Linked DNA regions of Mus musculus: regions 2 and 3 are each linked to region 1. A link is a contact called in public HiCAR-type and HiChIP or PLAC-seq data. All regions are on one chromosome and are shown on one strand. Each heading gives the region's core, a stretch centred on a gene start, on an enhancer-like site or on the middle of the called end of the contact. The rest is flanking DNA. Distances are from core to core; before and after follow the strand shown.

What was found. HiCAR-type assays count read pairs that join an accessible place to other places. HiChIP or PLAC-seq counts read pairs in DNA pulled down with a chosen protein or histone mark.
Region 2: a HiCAR-type map of fibro-adipogenic progenitors shows a contact between it and region 1, with 5 times the contacts expected there. The contact joins two enhancer-like sites. A contact is called at or near these places in 2 of 484 Hi-C or Micro-C datasets (Th1 cells and macrophages) and 2 of 115 datasets of contacts at active chromatin or transcription factors (DN3 thymocytes and fibro-adipogenic progenitors).
Region 3: an H3K4me3 HiChIP or PLAC-seq map of bone marrow-derived macrophages shows a contact between it and region 1, with 5 times the contacts expected there. The contact joins two enhancer-like sites. A contact is called at or near these places in 1 of 15 datasets of contacts at CTCF or cohesin (pro-B cells), 7 of 484 Hi-C or Micro-C datasets (LSK cells, Th1 cells, bone marrow-derived macrophages and 3 more) and 5 of 115 datasets of contacts at active chromatin or transcription factors (acute myeloid leukemia, bone marrow-derived macrophages, cardiomyocytes and 2 more).

The regions. Positions count from the first base shown.
Region 1 is chr13:101,728,905-101,732,797 of GRCm38.p6, reverse strand. All of the region lies in intron 2 of Pik3r1 (phosphoinositide-3-kinase regulatory subunit 1), which reads left to right. Among named protein-coding and RNA genes, the nearest start is that of Pik3r1, 37 kb to the left of the region's middle. Within about 2 kb of position 2,262, at least 53 of the 459 cell types and tissues checked have an H3K27ac peak or open chromatin away from gene starts, as enhancers often do. A contact at or near this core is called in bone marrow-derived macrophages and fibro-adipogenic progenitors, where this site is marked.
Region 2 is chr13:102,068,490-102,072,911 of GRCm38.p6, reverse strand. No RefSeq gene overlaps it. Among named protein-coding and RNA genes, the nearest start is that of Gm41044, 56 kb to the right of the region's middle. Within about 2 kb of position 1,866, at least 43 of the 459 cell types and tissues checked have an H3K27ac peak or open chromatin away from gene starts, as enhancers often do. A contact at or near this core is called in fibro-adipogenic progenitors, where this site is marked.
Region 3 is chr13:102,086,953-102,091,223 of GRCm38.p6, reverse strand. No RefSeq gene overlaps it. Among named protein-coding and RNA genes, the nearest start is that of Gm41044, 75 kb to the right of the region's middle. Within about 2 kb of position 1,468, at least 40 of the 459 cell types and tissues checked have an H3K27ac peak or open chromatin away from gene starts, as enhancers often do. A contact at or near this core is called in bone marrow-derived macrophages, where this site is marked.

The sequences.
Region 1 (3,893 bases), core at 1,013-3,512:
GTCATCGAGTCCCGTTCCTAAGAGCGGCGCCCAGAAGGGTGAATGAGCTGCCCTGAAATCTTTAAGATTCCTTATGAGATTTCAAAATTGCGTTCATGAACATCACTCACTTGGAAGAAAATGGCTTGGTGTCCTCCTAAGACTGTGCACACACTACATTAATCCTGTGCTTTGTTCATGACTCCCGAGGGAGAAGGAAGATCAGTATTTAAGGCTCCCCCTCAAAACCGTCTGCCTCTGCTGGGTCACGGCTCCTACTGTTGTAGGAGTTCTTTCCTTTGTGTTTGTTTGTATTTTAAGATTATAATTACACAGCTTTTCTCTTCCCCCTCTCCCCCTTCAAACTCTCCTGTGTACCCCCTTGTTCTCTTTCAAATTCATATCTTTTTTTCTTTAATTGCTGTTTTCTGTGTGTGTCTCTGTGTGTGTGTGTGCCTGTGTGTGTAATACCAGATACATAAATACAACCTGCTCAGACTGTATAATGTTACTTTTAGGGCTGATCATTTGGTATTTGGATAACCGATTCCTGTGCTTTTCCTTGGGGAAGCCTGTTTCGTGCGCACTCAGCATTCCTTGGCTGCCTGCAGTTTGGGTTTTTCCTTTATAATTGAGTCCTTGTGAGCTTTCCCCCTTCTATATGAGACGGTGTCTCCTAAATATGTCACAAGCTACAGCCGTGAAGTCTCATCAACATGGCTGCCTAAGCGTGATCCGAACAAGGATGACACCAATAGACATTGTTGGTTTTTGTTTTGACAGGAATTTGCTGTGTATGTAGCGTAGGCTGGCCTCGGATTTGAGATCTTCCAGCTTGTGCCTCCTGAGTGCTGGGACTGCAGGCTCTGGCACCAAGCCCACATGTTATCTCTGCCCCCAACTGTAGTCTGTAAGATAGATAATACAGTGATTGTGCCGAAAGGTTTGCCTTTGTTAGTGTAGAAGTAAAAATTCTAGTGTGGAACTCCCAGCACTTGGAAGACAGAAGCAAGAGGATTTTGAGGCCAACCTGCTCTACATGATGAGTTTAGGGCTAACCTGGACTATGAGATCGTTTCTAAAGTTTGGTATGATGATGCAAATTTGTAGGCTTACCACTCATGAAGCCAAAGCAAGGAAGATAATCAAGACTGCAAGGATCTCCTGGGATACATATGGAGACCTTGTTTCAAAAGGGAGGGAGGAAGGGAGGGAGGGAGGGAGGGAGGGAGGGAGGGAGGGAGGGAGGTAGGTAGGTAAGGGGAAAAAGGAAAAAGGAAAAGGAAAGGGAGAGAAGAAAAGAAAAAGAAACTAGATTTTTGAAATAGCAATGTTATAGTAGATGAGTGACATTGTACTTTGGATAAAAATTTACAAAGCGCTTCTGACAATCGCCTGCTGTGTGCCCAAGGCCACTCAGGTTCTCAGCTCAAATGGTAGAAGCACCATTTTGAAAATCCATTGGTTTTCCAGGGTATCTGGTTATATTTAGATAGTCATTTTTTCTGCTGAGTATGTCCTGACAATCCCTTATGGCCCATGGTTCTTTAAGTTATCACTTGCTAGGCTGTACTGAGGACTCTGAGCCAGATTTAGTGGTACCCTGTAAACCCCATTGTTTGGGGGGATTGAGGCAGGAGAATCACAAGTTTAAGACCTGCCTGGGCTACACTAAGCGAGTTTGAGACCCAGTTTGAAAATAAATAGATAAGGAAGTAAAGGGATGGTAACTGACATCAGTTTAGTGGTTATCTTAGGGTTTCTGTTGCTATGCTAAAACCCTATGACCAATAGCAACTTGGTGATGAAAGAATTTATTCCAGGGACCAGGGATTTATTAGGGCAAGAACTCAAGGCCGGAACCTGGAGGCAGGAGCTGATGTGTAGGCAGTAGAGGGGTGCTGCTTACTGGCTTGCTTTTCATGGCCTTCTCAACCTGCTTTCTTATAGCACCCAGGACCACCAGCCCAAGGGAGGAACCACCCACAGTGAGCTAGGTCCTCTCTTAGCAATCACCAAACAAAAAAGATGTACCACAGGCTTGCCCACAGGCTAATCTGGTGGGGACATTTTCTTAACTGAGGTCCCTTCTTTCAAAACTGGCTAATTGCAATAAAACTAGCCAGCATGGTGGTGGAGTGCTTGCCTGATATGCAGGAAGCTCTGGGCTTAATCCTAGTACCACAGAAAACAAGAAAAAAAAATGGAGGCTCTGGGTACGTATAAGCCATTCTTGGGTCAAGTTGCCTGTGGGTGGGGGCAGCTTTGAGTTCCTGTGGATGAATCAGCCACTGACGCCTGACACTGGACCCAGCCGCAGAGGGTAGGAAACAGCGTTGCGCACCATTACAGCTTCTGTTCTTTCTTTCAGAAATTTCCAGACTCTTCATTCTTTCTCATTTTTAGATTTTGCGTGGTTTAAAAGTCTTTCTAGATGAACGGAGAAACGCACACAGTTGACTATGTCCTGAAATGGGGGGAAAAGAGAAACTTGGAGTTCCAGGTTAGGAGTCTCAGGAGCTGTGACCCTGGTTTGGGGTTTATGGGGTCTTGGCTGTGATTGAGAGTGACCCACCTGCATGTGTTCTGCTGGTGTCTGGTGGTCCAGGGTGGGTAGCAGAGCCTCAGTTTTATCAGCAGCAGAGATGGAAGATTTCAACACTTAGTATATTAAGGTGTCTGCCAAGAATTAGAGCAGTTGGCTTCCTGTGTCTCCTCTGAAGGAGTAGTGCTGGTCAGAAGCCCTGCAAGATGAGAACGTTTGCCCCTGGGACCCTTCTCTGCTGTTAAGTCAAGGGTTGTCTTCTAGACCCTCTGGGTCACACCTCTCCTAACATGAGGATCAGCCGAATTACAGGCTCAATTTCAGGCAGAGCTGAGCTTGCATCTGATGACAGCAAAGACCTCCATGTGTCTTTCATTATCCTGTTGCCCTGGGAGATGCTGTTTAAGTTGGCAAATGTCCTTACTGAAAGCAAAGCTTGTCACTGGTGAGATTACTAATCCCCCTTCCCCTAGCCCCCCCCCCCACACTCCCACCCCAAAGGATCAAATGCCAAGGAAAGGAGGGAACTGTATAGCTTTGAAAAGTGTGGCGAAGCCATCAAGTTCACCAGGAATAGTAGGGGTAAGATGTGGTTTCAGTTTGTTTACTAGGTTCAAGATGACAATATCTCAATAACAAACTTCAGAGGGGTGTGTATACATGTGTGTGTGTGTGGGGGGGGGTGTGGTGTTGTGTGGTGTGTGTGTGCGTGTGTGTATGTGTGTGCTTTCCTGCTGGCATTCAGGTGTGTGTGTGTATGTGTGTGTGTGGTGTGCTGTGGTGTGTGTGTGCGTGTGTGTATGTGTGTGTGCTTTCCTGCTTGCATTCAGGTGTGTGTGTGTGATGTGTGTGCCTGTGTGTATGTGTGTGCTTTCCTGCTTGTATTCAGATGTGTGTGTATGTGTGTGTGCTGCCTGCTTGCATACAGATTTTTGCATGTGTGTGGCATGTGCTGCCTGAATTTCAAACTCCTAGAAATCATTTAGAAGCTCTAGCTTGTTTTGGTCTTCAGTTCCAGACTTATTGATAGTAAATTTCAAGAAACTTAACAAAAAAATCAGACTGAGCTTTGTGATTTCTAGGTCAGAGGTACCCAGTCTTTCTTTGCAGAGAAGAACCATTTTATTTTACTTTATTTTTTATTTTATTTTTACTTTTTAACCTTCCTCTGTGGCCTTGGGGCCAGGCCGGTTGGAGAAAAGACTAACTCCTTCGTTCACAGAGCAGCTTCAGTAGATACAACCTCACTGCCATCCAGTGGCGGTTGGCTCCACAACACAGGAGCTGACGACTAGACCCACTCTTTCTCCCAAGCCTTTTTTTTTTTTGTTTGCCTCTGCTGCTCAGTTTTCTATTTTTTTCCTCCTCC
Region 2 (4,422 bases), core at 617-3,116, 340 kb before region 1:
TAGGAAGGGTGGTAGTGCCACTGTCCTCAGCCACAGAATCCACCAAACTGGTCTCATACTTCAGAATGAGGGAGAACACCCAGCATGTGGAAATAGAAATATAATAGTAAGAAGTCATTAATATGATTATACTCTAGGATTTAGCCTAAGTGATTTGAGGAAAGGCTTGAGAGGGTAGGGATTTAGTCTGGATGCTACTGCTGGTAAGTGGAGGTGTCCTTTGACTGGGTGTCTCAATAAGTGTTATCTATAGGCAGGGGAGAGTAGCAAGCGGATGAGCTATAGTTGGTGAAGGAGCAGTTGCTTATTTGTCTGAGAAGAGGGTGCTTTGAGATTTGTGTGCTGCACAGCGACCTTGACTGTGTCTGTACTTAGGAAGAATTATGAAGTGGCCTTGTTCTGTCTCATTTATCTCGTCTCAGAGGAACCTTGGAGTTGATGTCTGTGTGATTTTGTTTAACCGGTGACTACAATGGGGGACTAAGCAGTGTGTGCTCTCACAGAAATGGTCAGCAAATTCCAGGGGATGTGAATACCAGAGATGGACACAGTTAGAGCTCCTTTGGTTGAGTGGATGCAGTGATGTAAGACCTACATCTGGAATGAGTGTGAAAGAAAACATATAAACATCTGGAAAAGCAAGAATGTAGAACATCAAAATAAAATGTGTGTTCTGGGGAAACTGAGTCAGCCACAGCTTTAACAGGATGACAAGGTCATACCCTTTCCTCAAGATCTAGCTCCTTTCTTTAACCAACTTCCAGTTCTAAGCCACTGTGCTCTAAGCTCTTTTTTTCGTTTGTGAGTGTACTCTAACTATGCCTTATGCAATTGTCTGACTCCCCTGGAGAGACCATGTCTTCCCCATGGAAGCAGAGACCATGTCCATCCTCCAGAACACTGTCCCTTTTGCCCTTAGGACAGTACTTGGAGGGAAGATACCACTCTTCAGCATGTGCTGAGTCTTAAACAGGATCCTGCTCCCCTCTTATTCAGCTCAATGCACAGCATACATCTTTTTAAAATGGTGTAATTGTTTCAGCTTGACAATAATAATGATGATAATACCCATAGTTTTTACTGCTTATATAGATTCCAAAAAGCACTTTTTTATCTATTATTTTAAGGAAAACTAATGTGTCAGCCTAGATATATAATGAAAAGGGTTTCTCATCATAATCAATCACAATTTGTTTCCAAGCCCCACCCCCTGACACACACTTTAATTCAAGTCAATCTTTAGTTGCTATTTCATGCCACCATTGAAAAGTTAGGAGAAACTCACTTGGTAATGATTTTTCCTCTCATTGGGCACTTCATGTGTTTGAAACATACTTAAAAAAATGTTGTTTCAATTAAGTGTTCTGACAATTCCCTTTATCCTTCTTCTGGGGCAGGCCTTGGTACAGCAGCCTTGTTGGCTGTGGATCTGGGATGTGAGAGAAGATATTTAGCCACAAATGATATCCAGCAGAGCTTTCTGAGTTTTAAATTTCAAGCCAAGCTGAGTCCTGCTCAGTCTGGTTTAGCTGGCTCCCTGATTCTGGATGCAAATGCTCCCAAATTTTCATAAAACAGGAACAGAAGATTCTGTGAGCATGCAATGACTCGCACTAAACATCACTTTAATGAATTACGCATAAATGAAGCAGGCACATATGGATTCCATTGTCTTAAATATACTCAGGGGGTTAAAATAAAGGTGAAAACAATGTTCCTTGGTGACATGTGTTTTGGAGTTTGTTGAGCCTAAGATATTACAAAGTTCCTCAGGACATTTATGAAGACTGAAGTAGTGTTGGCTCCAGCTGCTCTCTCCTGTGTGGTCGGTGACTGTGGTAAGCCTAGTCCTCCTTGCTGCCTCCCTGACATGGGGATTCACCCACTGTCAATAGTGCCTGCAGATGTGAACAGGCCCACCCTTTATTGGGCCTCTGGAAGCCCTGGGTTCCCTAAACCACACAGGAAGAGGCACATCAGCTTCTAACCTCTGTTTTCACGTTCCCTCCTACAGTTTGTCAGTTGCCTGGAGTCCCTGAGATTGTCAGCTGGCACATGAGGTAAAGCTGGGCTTTGTCACAAGCCTGCCAGTCTCAAAACCCTGCAGTGGGTTTTCTTGCCTGCTGGTTCTTGGAAGAAATGTCAGACACGGTGTTTTTTAGCTTTGGAGCTTCACAGCACCATATGTAATCCATTTCCAAGGGTTCCTCTGTCGTCTGGCTGGCTCCCTAGTGCCCATACTTATAAATGGAAAAGGCTTTCTTACAAAATTGCCCACTGGTTTTAAGGCTGTTTGGTGGGAGAAGTAAGTAAACTATTATTTTGTGTCCTAGAATAATTAATTCTGCTCTTATTTTAGACTTTTTGTTTGTCAGATCTTCTATGCAGTAGATACATGATATATATTATCTCAAAATAAAAGAAAAATACGCCAAACATGGTGGCACACGCCTTTAATCCCAGCACTCGGGAGGCAGGGGCAGGGGGATTTCTGAGTTTGAGGCCAGCCTGGTCTACAGAGTGAGTTCTAGGAAAGTCAGGGCTACACAGAGAAACCCTGTCTCAAAAAAACTAACTAACTAAATAAATAAATATAAAAGAAAAATACAATTCTGTTGCTGTTGCCTCGGATATTTGTGAGCAGTAGATTGTGACCATTTTCTGTAAGCTGTAGAGAGCACAGGGCCTCCCTGGGCTGTAGATGTAGCTCAGTTGGCACAGCATTGCATGCAGGAAATCTTGGGGTTTGATTCCCAGCACCAAATAAACCAGATGGGGTGTGGTTCATCCTGGTGCTGTGAGTACTTAGGAGACAGAGGCAAAAGCATCAGGAGTCCAACATTATCCTTGGCATTCATTCATTTCAGCCCAGCCAGAGATCAGCATAAAATGTCCATTCCAAATGCACAAGATGGTGGTGGCAACAATCACCAGACAGTTGCCTGTCTGGTACAATGTGATGCATTTTCCACTCTTGTCAGAAATAAAAGCCATAAGGGAATCAAGAGAGTATTAAAACACAGATTATTTTCCCTTCATTGTATCCCTTACAACATCTTGATACAGTTTCAGGCCCTTGTTGAACTAATAAAATAGAGTTATGTACATTGAAAACAAAGGGAAGCTTGCTCCCGTCTGTAATGGTTAATTTGCCATAGCAACCTGACTGTGTCATGAGATGCCTGGAGATTTGGTTAAACATTATTTCTGAGTGTATCTGTAAGGTCTTTTGCATGTTTAAGTTGCTAGGCTGTATAAAGCAAGTGCCTCTTCTATCCCCAGTGTTACCACTGGTTTTCTTTGATCTCCACCTTACAAGCAGCAGACCATTGAGCTTCTCAGCTTCTATAATCGTCGGAGCTAATACTTGCTAATCAGACCCCCAATACGCCGATCGTTCAGGACTTAAAATGACTCATGGCTTTTTTTTTTTTTTTTACTTTACAATGATGCATGTGTGATATACATACATGAGAAATTGAACTTGAATTTGACAGTTTTGATCTTTTCCTGAACTAGTGACAGAAGTAACTCACGCTCTTAGATGGGGCAGTGACTGCGAGCCCCATCATGAAGTTACTCAGGCCCATGAGAGCAAGTGACACTGTAGTATTTTGTGTTGCTAAGTTATGGTGCTCCAAAGTATATGTGTATAAAGTGAAAAGTTTTCCTACTGTAATTTCAATGTATGGTGAGGTTCTCTGGATGAGTTTTGAACCCAGGAATATGTCTGTATTAACCTTTCATCTCCCATCTAGCTCTCCCTTCTGATTCTCCAGAGAGTCTTTACTCATGAATTCTCTACTTGGCATATTTAAGGACAGAGAAAGATTTATCCTTGACACAATAGATCCCTGGCATCAGGCAAGCTTAGACCACTGGAGTGAATGCCTGTTACAAGTACACACACATGCGCCCTGAGATGTCTTGCTGCCCCCGTGTACTCTCCTGCTTTCCACAGTCTCTAACGGTCTGTAGAGGAACATTTGCATCACATAGCCTCCCCTTCTTTTTCTTATCTTTTTTTTCCTTCTTTCTTTTATTTTGTCTGCCATTGATTCCCAGGACTGCAGTGATTCCATTCCTCCAGCCCCAATCTCTCAGCTTCATTCTCTAGTTGTACCTTAGGCTCATAGCCAACAGCAAACTCAATTACAAAAAAAGAAAAAAAGAAAAAGAAAAAAAAAGAAAGAAATTCAATTTAAGCAAGCACATGGTTGTATTCAAGACCACAACACAAGCAGTCTGGTAGATAGCTCTGGATGCAATATAAAAATGATTTTTAAATGTTCTTTTTATTTCTATCCAAGGATGACTGGACAAGATTCATCAGGGAACATTCTGGGGAGGGTCCTCTCTTTCTTGGCAGAGGGAAAGTGTTTTAGTCAGGGTTTTATGGCTACAACGAAACACCATGGCTAA
Region 3 (4,271 bases), core at 219-2,718, 360 kb before region 1:
GGGCATACATACCTCTTGTCTTGGTGTTGGTGTTGGTGTCTGACCATTCCTAATTGTTGCTCACTAACACAGGTCATGATGGGCACAGTCCTGGTAAGGTCATTGTGTGGTTAGCGACAACAGCACACAATAATCCAGCTTCAAAATCAACCCTCTTGCTTAATACCTACTAACTTCCCAGCCACTTCTTCAGGTTCACTTGGCTGACCAGCCGATTTTCACCAAGAGGAAATGCTTCACCATCCGAGACAAAGAGGTGCACTCACAAACATCAGTCCTCCGCGCTCTAGCTCTGCTTTTATGGCAGACCCTTTGCTACACAAGAATGGTTGTCATAGGAATCAAATCACTTGGCAAAATTTAAAAGATCCATTGACTTAAAGAAAACCTCCTGGGCTATAAGCTATCAAAGGAAGGCGTTTTGCCATTACTGTTGCTAGCAATCTGCTTTTATTCAGAGTTGCCCACCAGTAGGCTGGCATCATTTTTAGGACAGATATCTGATGCCACAACATTTTCTCAGTGCAACACTTTTTCAAACAGAGAGCAAATTATTTTGCTTTGAATTTTGGTAAAGAGAATAGTAATGATTATAAAGATAACAAGGACAGAACTATTAGTCAGTGTTGTGATACGGTCCAGGGAAGAATGGTCACTCCTAATCCTGCCCCATGACATGGTATAGTTGTAGCATCACCAAATTCAGCTGCTACATGCTGGAAGACAGGCATGTTCTGGCTGTTTGTATTCTGATGGTAATTCTGCTTCAAGAGGGGCTGCCCTGATGAGGAGTGGAACAAGTACTAAGGTGATTTCATATGAAACTTCTCATTCTAACTGGTCAAATAAAGGCTACGGTCTGTGATTGGGCAATGGGAGGGAAAGGTGGGGCTGGAGATTTTAGAGAGTGGGGGAAGAGTAGGGAATGACAGAAGAAGGACAGAGGGCGGGAGAAGAGGTGAAAGGAAGATGGAGCAGAACCACATGGTCTAGAGAAGCCACAAATAGCAAGGGATCTCATAGCTGGGGAATAGGTTAGTGTAGTGGTGTGCGGCTTATATTATAACTATGTTATGTGTTTTTGCATGGGCTTATTGGGTTTGGGGATTTACTGCAACACAGACACATGTTCACTATGCATCAAAAATGACTGTGTAACCTAGAAATGAGGTTTAGATTCATAACTCCTATTTTTTAAAAGTATGTTTTCTTATTGCTTTTCTTATCTTTGTATAAAATTCGCCCTTCCGTTATCATCTGTTCATGTTTACAGAAGACCTAGGCCCAAAACTGTAACATGTGTTGCTACACAGTTCTAAGGAGACACCCCTGGTGACCTCCTTTTGTGGCAGCCAAAATCCACATGCTCATTACCCAGAACCTGCAGAGCAGTTGGAGGAGTAAGACTCGTTAGCGCAGTTGACTGTCTGTCCAGGGTGCACAAAGCCACCGGCAGGAAACAGGAAACTCAAACTTCGTTATTTGCTGGGGGAGGAATTGATTCATCATGAGTGCATCATCTTTGGCAGGCAGCTCTCCAGTCATCTTCTGTTGCTGAGGCCAAGCAGAGGAGGAGGGAGCCCGGGAGTTAAGGTGGGGGTTAGGAGATTTCTATAGGATTCATTTCCACTCACCTCCCAGAGGCCCCATGCTAATAAGAGCAATAATCACCATTTATGATTGTTTAATATATGCCCAGTTCCCAGCTAAGTGCTGTCTGTGCACTAGCTAACCTAATCTTTAAAACACCTCCCCCCACCCCCGGAGATAAGTATAATGAACTCCTTTTTGCACATTAGGAAACATAGACTTGGAGAAGTTAAGTAACTCGCCTAAAGCACACATCTGGCAGGTGTTGGAGTCCGGACTCAAATTCCAACCTCATCTGACTCCATAGCTCTATCCTTAATCATGCTATGTGACTACTTCCCCTGAAAATTAGAAGCCACTCAGTCTTGAAAAAATTAGAAAGCCACTCAGTCTCACCTTACAACTGCATAAAGAATCCCCTTTGTATACACATCTATAAATAACACATTGTCATCTAATTCACTGTCACCCTCCAATGAGGGGTGGCCACTGCAAAGCCTTATGTTTCTCAAGGTGAAACCCATATCACTCGTGCACATCCATTCTTTGGGTCTTTTGTACCCAGGAGCCATGAAAACTGCGTGTTTCTCCTTCAGTGGTCCATCACATTTACAAAGATGAAATGAAATTAGGTTTTTTATGTTACTGCAAAGAAATGCATAATGGAATTAATTGCAATCTCGGCATTTTTGTTTGTTTGTTTGTTTGTTTGTTTGTTTGTTTGTTTAGGGATAAAACAGGAGACGATAAAAATTAGCTTTTACATGGAATAACACCAGAAGCTCCGAGTCCAACCCTTACCTGCTATTCCCTCTGTCATTACTGTCAGGATTCAGGTTTCCCTCTTCTGATTCCTTTTCCATGTTAATGTGTAAGGATTGGCTGCTTGGACTAAGGCAAAAGTCATCTTTGGCACCTGAATTTAAGACTTACATTCACCATGATTACCTCTCATCTGCTGTCTTCCTAGTCACAACAGGCTTTTGCCCCTCAGAGTCATAAGTCACTTGTCTATAAAATAAGAATGACATCATTAACTTCCCAGAAATGTTGGGAGGATTCAATGAAACAAGAACCAAGGCTCCAGCATGTTGTTGGCACATGATAACCATGAAGACTTTTCCCATCATCCCCTGAAATCCATGCCATTCATTAGTATGTCCCCACTGGTGTCTCACTGCAGTCTCTTGAACGTCTACTTGCAATGAATGACTTTGGAGAGCTACCTTGGTGAAAGGTTGTGTCTCAAGCTCCATCGGACTCCTCCCTCACTACTGGAAAGCTGCATTTTTCCCATCGCCAAGTCAATATATACCTGTGCCCCTTCCTGAGGCCTCATTAATTTGCTGTAATTGCAAGGCAAAGTATATCTCAAGCGTGTGAATAGCAACACAGGAAGGCCTAGTACTACCAGCTTTGGGGTTTTCCCTAAGAAGACAGCCTCATCCCAAGGCTCAGCATCACTCTCAGTCCTGTGGGGAGCAGCTGAAAACCCAACCACTCTATTTTGGCTCACACTCCCATTCTTGATGAGAATCCATTAGCCCCTGACAGAAGTGTGGAAAAGGGGATTTACAAACAAGGGCTCCTACCTCATCAGCAGGTGCTTCTGGGGGAAATCATACCCAGGTGCCCAGAGCTCTCCTTAAACTGACAAAAAGCAGTACAGGAAACAAAGGGGCCAGGTGGCCCTGGACTCTGACCTTCTCACAGCGCAGAGCTTAAGTCCCAGGGGGGAACACTGGCTGGGGTGAAGTGACAGGGTTGGTGATTGGGTTTTTAAATACAGATTTTATTGTGATTAATGGGATGTGAAGGACAGAAAGAATAGGAATCTCTCAGCAGTCTTGGAGCATGTGTGTCTTAGACAGGCATCCCTTTGGCTCAGAAACAGCCAGGTACCCAGGTGGCACCTGGGTAAGCTTTCTCAGCCATCATCTTTCTGACCCAGTGAGGAAACCAGTAATAGTTTAGGTGGATCTTTTGTTTCCACACACCACCACCTGTCTGCTAGGCCACAGATGAATACCTCTTCTTTGTACCTTTGCCTGAAGTGACAAATTCATGACCCAGAGGGTTCAGTTTGCTGGATAGATGCCTAGGAATGGAAGTGACCAGGCCAGGCATTGGGTCTTTGCAGCTGCTGCATGCAGGAGGGGCATGTCCATAAAGGTGAACCTAAAAAGGCTACCTGGATTCTTCTCTGCCTCTGAGAGAACGTCACACTCTCCCACAGGCCCTTCAGGAGGCTGGAGGGCCCCTTGAGTCAAGAAGGCAGCTGGCATGGTACAAAGCCCAGACCTGGGGGGCCATATTAACACCACTTTGTAACAAGGTTGTTGTTCATTCAACTAGTCTGAAATTCTTAGTTTTGGAACCTGTTGTCTGCACAACGACTGTGCTTGAGCTGGAAGGCCACAGCTGGAGTTGATATGCACCTTTGGAGAGTCTCGTCTCCTGTAGAGTTTTCCTATTTTAGCCCATTTTAATCCAGCAAGTGAGACAAATTCTTTTAAAGGACCAGATAAACACACAAACAAAACAAAACAAAACAAAACAAAAACTTACAAACCTTGAGAAACAAAGCAGAGGCTGGTTTTAGCCAAGGTCATCATTGTCCAGCCTATGCTCTCTGAAGATTTCTCTGCTGTTTGTCCAGCTGAGGCTTTCATGCTATGAGA